2 separate regions of the Sus scrofa genome follow, and region 2 is linked to region 1. The links are chromatin contacts, called in public Hi-C maps. All regions are on one chromosome and are shown on one strand. The core of a region is the stretch at or near the end of the contact, and the rest is flanking DNA. Distances in the headings are between cores, read along the strand shown. Region 1 holds the start of PON3 (paraoxonase 3). Region 2 has its middle 15 kb from the start of ASB4.

Region 1 (2,845 bases), core at 122-2,621:
ATGCTAATTTACTTTGAAGTATGTGAATTCCTTAAACTGACCACAATTTAAACAATTGGCCAAATTATTTTTGAATATAGTGTTATTTCCACAGTGAAACATTCTTCTAAATATCAGGAACAATTGTACATTTTTATTAAACTGTATTCAGGAAGATTCTACACTTAGACTTATCTTACTGTCACTTAAAAATATGCCTTAGAACTACTTTATAATTATTATTATTATTTTTTTTATAAATCACTTGGGTTCACTGGGAGCAAATGTAGTAATAAACTCTCTCAAGCCAAACTAGAAAGTACTATCAAAAGGCGTCAGGCTTCTCAGTGGATTCTAGATGTGAACTTCTGAGGTGGCCAGCTTCTACTTAGATAAATAAAAGCAACACAAAGACAAGTGAAGGCAAGTAGAGGCTGATAGATCCATTCAGAAATGCATATTATTGCCTAACATTTCTTTTTACTAGTCCCGTATTAAATTTTCCTGAGATATTTCTGGTATGTCTATCACTGTAGATGGTCCACTTTCAAAGGTGAGGTCAGGTACCTACAAAATGCTAGTTAGCCCCTCAGGTTTCAGTTTATTTTCCTCTGACTAGCTCTTTTAATCTGGGATAAATTCTGTAACCCAGTACTCCTCAATGTTCTTCTGGCCTTTGGGCAACCTCTCAGTCAGCAGTAAACGTCCAGCTGGTAGCCTGGTCGGCTCGCCCAAGTCCAGCGCTTCCAGCAGATTTAGTTTGTTTAGGAGCAGAATGCTGAGGGCGACGTGGGAAAGGGGTCCTGGCTTTCAGGAAATAAATTGGGGCATTTCTGCCTTATCATTTCAAGAAAGGCAAGAAGTCAGCTCAGTTTTCACATCCCTGGAATTGAGGAGTCCCCAGACTGCACATTCTTAAGCTTTAGAAAGGCAGCATGCGACAGCGCTTACCCTAAAGTGCAAGAGGAAAGAGCCAAGGATACTCTCACTAAGATGCCAATTTACCTTAATGCCACTAATCTCTCCCCGATTAAGGCTAGGAAGGCGCCCAGCAGAGTCAGAGCCACCAGCTTCCCCATGATCCTTGAGCAGCAATGAGCCAGGCAGAGCCCTGGGGGAAGAAGCAGTGGACAGGCGCCTGCCTTAACGCCCAGCCCGCCCCGGCCCGCTGTCTTGCCTCCGTGGAGGAGCAGGTGAGCTGCCAGGGCCCTGTCAGGGGGTTGCCCCGCCCCGCCCCGCCCTACAGCCTGGGGCTCAAGGTCACCTTGACCCTCCTGGGAGGTTCAAGGAAACCTTTAATCTTAATTGAAGGAATCCTTTTTTTCCCCTTTCTTTTCTTTTTTTTAAATCAAGGCTCAAGAGCCTGGAGCCCTGGATTCAGGGCTGGTTCTCTTAGCAGCTTTGGCAACATCCTACTTGTTGGCAGGAGAATAGAGGGAGTTTGCTGCCAAAAGCTACGAACTTGGACCTCTGGTCCGTCAGAGGACTGAAAGGGGAATGGGGGTGGGGAGGGGGGCCAGGAAAGAGGGGAGCTAATGTTGAGGGCCTGAAACTTCGCGTTGGTGGAAGGCAAGGAGTAATATGAGATGGTGGAGAATTGATGCCTAGACACAGGTAGGATGATAAATGAAAGTAATCGAAGGGAAGAGCTTTAACTCACCCTTCTCCAAGATTTGGAGCACAGGACCTTATCCTATGGCTTTGTGCCCTGCCTCTGAATGCTGACTGTGATGGGCACCCTGTTCAATTTGTTGACTTGGCAGATTTGTGAATATATCTGCTCCCAGCATTTGGGATAAGAAAAATCAGAAGTGAAGGAAAAGAAAGAAATAGAATAGGTAACATTAAGATGAGCAAAATTGGGGGGGGAGGGATTTGTTTCTGTAGCAACTGCTGTATGCGTTGCATTGTGTCTAGAACTTTTCCTGTGTTAATTTTTGATTCTCAGTACTTCTCTGAGGTAGGTAACATCCCAGTTTTATAGGTGAGAAATCCGAGGCACAGAGTAGCTGTATAACTTGCCCTAGGTCACACAGCTGCAGAGTCAGGCAGTCTGGCTCCAGAGTCTGTGCCTTTCCTTAACTGTGCTGCTTCTATTAAAGCTGTGGAAAAGAGGCTACCTGAAGGAACACTGTAACATCTGGAGTTGTATTGATAAGATAATTATTTTTAAGATGATTAATTTTAAAAGAATTCAGGCAAAGGAGGGATTGAATGCTATTTTCCTGAGGACAAATAAGAGGAGAGATGTGAAGATCGGAGTGCTCCCAAAGCTGAGGCACCAGGAGGTGTGGTGCAGGCATGCATGCAGGGTTTGGGGCTCATGCTGCCTGGGCTGGATCCAGCCTGGATAAGGTGCTTGACTTTCCAACACTGCAGAGTCTTCTTTTGTAAAAGAACATCTGCCTCATAGGTGGTTTAAAGTCAAAATGTTATGATGAATGCAAAATGCTCACCACTGTGCTTGGTACATTGTAAGAAGCCAATAAGCATTAACTATCATTTAGATCTGAACCTCCACATGAGAGTTTAGGCTAGTTATAGGGAGAGACCCCTATGCCATTGATCACTAGGTCTTCCAGTGCTAGTCATAGATCTTTGTGCTTTGTAGCTGCTCTCTAAAAATTGATTAGGTGGATGACTGTAAGATATGGACTTGGGTGAAGGAAAAATTGGAAAAATAAAAAGAAATGGAGTGGACGATGAAATAGAAATAATTGTCTTATGCGCTAAATATTTTGCATGCTTCATCATTACTTCTTATTATCCTCACTTTACAAATAAGGGAAGTAAGGCTTAGAGAGTTTGAGTCATAACTTTCATAAGGTTATATAACTAAGAAGTATCAGAGATTCCATTGGATTCA
Region 2 (2,845 bases), core at 118-2,617, 77 kb after region 1:
GCCCGTGTTATTTTCCCATCTCTTTCCTGTGGGCTTCCTCATTTGCAAAATAATGTGGATTCCATTTCTTGCCCTTCTAATTAATGGAAAGAGGAGGAAGGTCAGGAGTGGCTGTGTCAAGGACCTTTGACATTGCTGAAGAGGCCCCCTCCATTCCTTCAGGCCCCAGTATATTTAAAAAATGAAGAAATACCAAAGTAGGATTGTACTGAACTTAAAATATTTACATTTAGCAATTACTTTTGTAAGAGAAACAGAGGTCCTCCATTGCTATCAGTGTGTCTCTTGGAATGTATGTAACTAACCTCATTTGGAAGTATAAACAAATATCTACATTTTGATCCTTAATGACTTTGAAGTCCTGACCTAGTGCTCTCTTGTCTCAATTGAGTAATGCTCCAGCATGGACTTTAGTAGGAGTCCAGAGAACAGTGGTGGTGGCGATAGAAGAATTGGTACAACTGGACAAAAGTGGCAGGTTAATAACAGCTAAGATCTGTAGAGCGTTTATTGTGTACCTGGGACAATTACAAGTATTTTATGAGTACTAACATTATTATGCTTTCTTAGCTACTGCTATTATTCACATTTGATACTTGAAGAAACTGATAACTTGCCCAAGGTTGCATAACTAGCAGTGGTATTGAGTCTGTGGTTTCAAGCACTATACCATTCGATCTCTTAGTGGATGCAAAGCAGAAACCACAAAGACTAGAGGGGGAGTGCAAGTGTCCTCAGACTGCTAGCAGAGTGGTGTGTGGGTGTGTGGTGGTGGGCAGGAGGACTCACAATATCAGTAATAAAGCTCAGCAGGGGCTCAGCAACCTGCCTCATTTTGATTCTACCCCCATCCGATAGAATCAGATGGTTGTCCTCAGGGCTGCAGGAATTGCAGGAACAGGGTTGATGTCTGTACTCTTATTCTCTCCCCATAGGCCATAGGATGTGTTTAAACCACAATGAAAAATAGCATTTTTCAATGACATCTGGAATCAGATCTAGCTTCACAGGCATGTGAGTTGGGCAGTTGCCCATGGCCCTGTGTCCTGAAAGATCCTGTACTTGGATTAATGTTCTCTTGTTATCATCTTGGACGTCTTAATGATTTTTGAACAAAAAAATCCCATCCTTTCATTTTGCACTGGGCCTTACAAATTATGTGGCCATTCCTGTGCAGAATCCTGAGCAATCTGGAAAAGTTTGTAGCTCCAATTTACCGGGGGAGACAAGATTCTGTATCTCTGTGATTCCTCTGGAACCACAGTGCCATAAATCTGGATTTGCATTTCACTGCAATGTAATACTTGTGTTCACAGGGGAGAGCAGTCAGCTCTCACTAATAGGGGTTTTGAGGATGTTCTGCCAAGGTCCACGTGCATAGCCTGGAGGAAGAAGGCTCAGGACAGGCTCCAAATTCAACAGCAGGGTTAACTGCAAGAGAGCCTTTTTGCAGAGAGCCTCAGCTAGTTTGCAGTTGGCCCCAAGGAGTATTCCTGCAGAGTCACATGGGTCCAAGAATAAAATTTCAGCTTTGGTCCCCCTAGAAATTTCTTTTTTTTTTTTTTTTTTTTTTGTCTTTTTTGTCTTTTTGTTGTTGTTGTTGTTATTGTTGCTATTTCTTGGGCCTCTCCCGCGGCATATGGAGGTTCCCAGGCTAGGGGTTGAATCGGAGCTGTAGCCACCGGCCTACGCCAGAGCCACAGCAACGCGGGATCCGAGCCGCGTCTGCAACCTACACCACAGCTCACGGCAACGCGGGATCGTTAACCCACTGAGCAAGGGCAGGGACCGAACCCGCAACCTCACGGTTCCTAGTCGGATTCGTTAACCACTGCGCCACGACGGGAACTCCCCCCCTAGAAATTTCTATTTCCCATCTCACAGTGTTTGCAGAATTTAGCCATCTTATAGTTAAGCCAAGGTTTGCCTAAACTTAGAGAGAAGCTGGTCTGATAAGTCCTCCATTTCCTCTCTCAATCTTCCAGCAGTCTGGCACTGGAATAAATGATTGCTCACCAGTGGCGAACGTCCATGGAATCACTGGTTCCCAAGGCCTTTTTTGAAGCAAAGGGTAGTGAGCTGATTCTCTCTACCAGGGCAGTAATGATACCAGTGAGCAGAAACCATGAGGGAAAAAAGCCTGCTTCTGAGAGAAGACAAAAAGGGAATTTTGTGCCTCTGTATCATTCAGAGGAGCCAGAACCCTCACATTCAAGGAGATCTGGGGGCTACACTGAATTCATAATGACAGCCAACATCTTCTAGCATTTACTATGCCCCAAACACTCCTTGTAAGAGCTTTACGTGTGTCAACCTAGTTAATCCTCACAACAGGCCAGTGAGGTAGGTATTATGGTGATCTCCATTTTAAAGGTGAAGGGCTGGAGGCACAGAGAGGGTGAGCAGTTAAGTCAGGAGAGCAGCTGCAGGGCCATAGGAGCTACAGGTTCATCCAGGACAATAACAGACAGCAAGGAGTTCCCCGTGGGGCCGGCTGTGTGTGCAGCTGCTGCGTCTGCATCCTGTTTGTCCTCACAAAAAACCCCCATTAATGAGGAAAGCACGATTGGTCTCCATTGCTCTTGCAACCTGAAAGAGCCTATAGAATACAGATCCTATTGTGAATGCTTTTGTAATTTGGAGTTTTCTTTTCTTTCTTTCTGTTTTCTTTTTTTCTTTTTTTTATAAATGGAATAATCAGCCCCTTAATGTATCCATAGGGAATTCAGGAGAGGGATGAAGAAGCGGCTCGTGTTTTTGAGGCATTTGCAATCATTGTTGGAGAGACAGAACCAACAGATGGGGAACAATAGTGAGGGACTCGAAGGCTGGTGTAAGCAACTGC

Evidence for each region. Hi-C and Micro-C count contacts between places; a contact is called where the count stands out from the background.
Region 2: a contact with region 1 is called in a Hi-C map of liver, with 2.0 times the contacts expected there. The contact joins the enhancer-like site here to the promoter of PON3 in region 1. A contact is called at or near these places in 1 of 5 promoter capture datasets (liver), 7 of 47 Hi-C or Micro-C datasets (epiblast stem cells, heart right ventricle, liver and 2 more) and 1 of 2 datasets of contacts at active chromatin or transcription factors (skeletal muscle).

Annotation. Positions count from the first base shown.
Region 1 is chr9:75,016,571-75,019,415 of Sscrofa11.1, forward strand. It overlaps PON3 (paraoxonase 3), which reads right to left and starts at 1,372. Exons shown (of 10, transcript NM_001044604.1): 1 at 1,244-1,372; 2 at 985-1,090. The coding sequence starts at 1,058.
Region 2 is chr9:75,093,619-75,096,463 of Sscrofa11.1, forward strand. No RefSeq gene overlaps it. Among named protein-coding and RNA genes, the nearest start is that of ASB4, 15 kb to the right of the region's middle. Within about 2 kb of position 1,368, at least 8 of the 83 cell types and tissues checked have an H3K27ac peak or open chromatin away from gene starts, as enhancers often do. A contact at or near this core is called in liver, where this site is marked.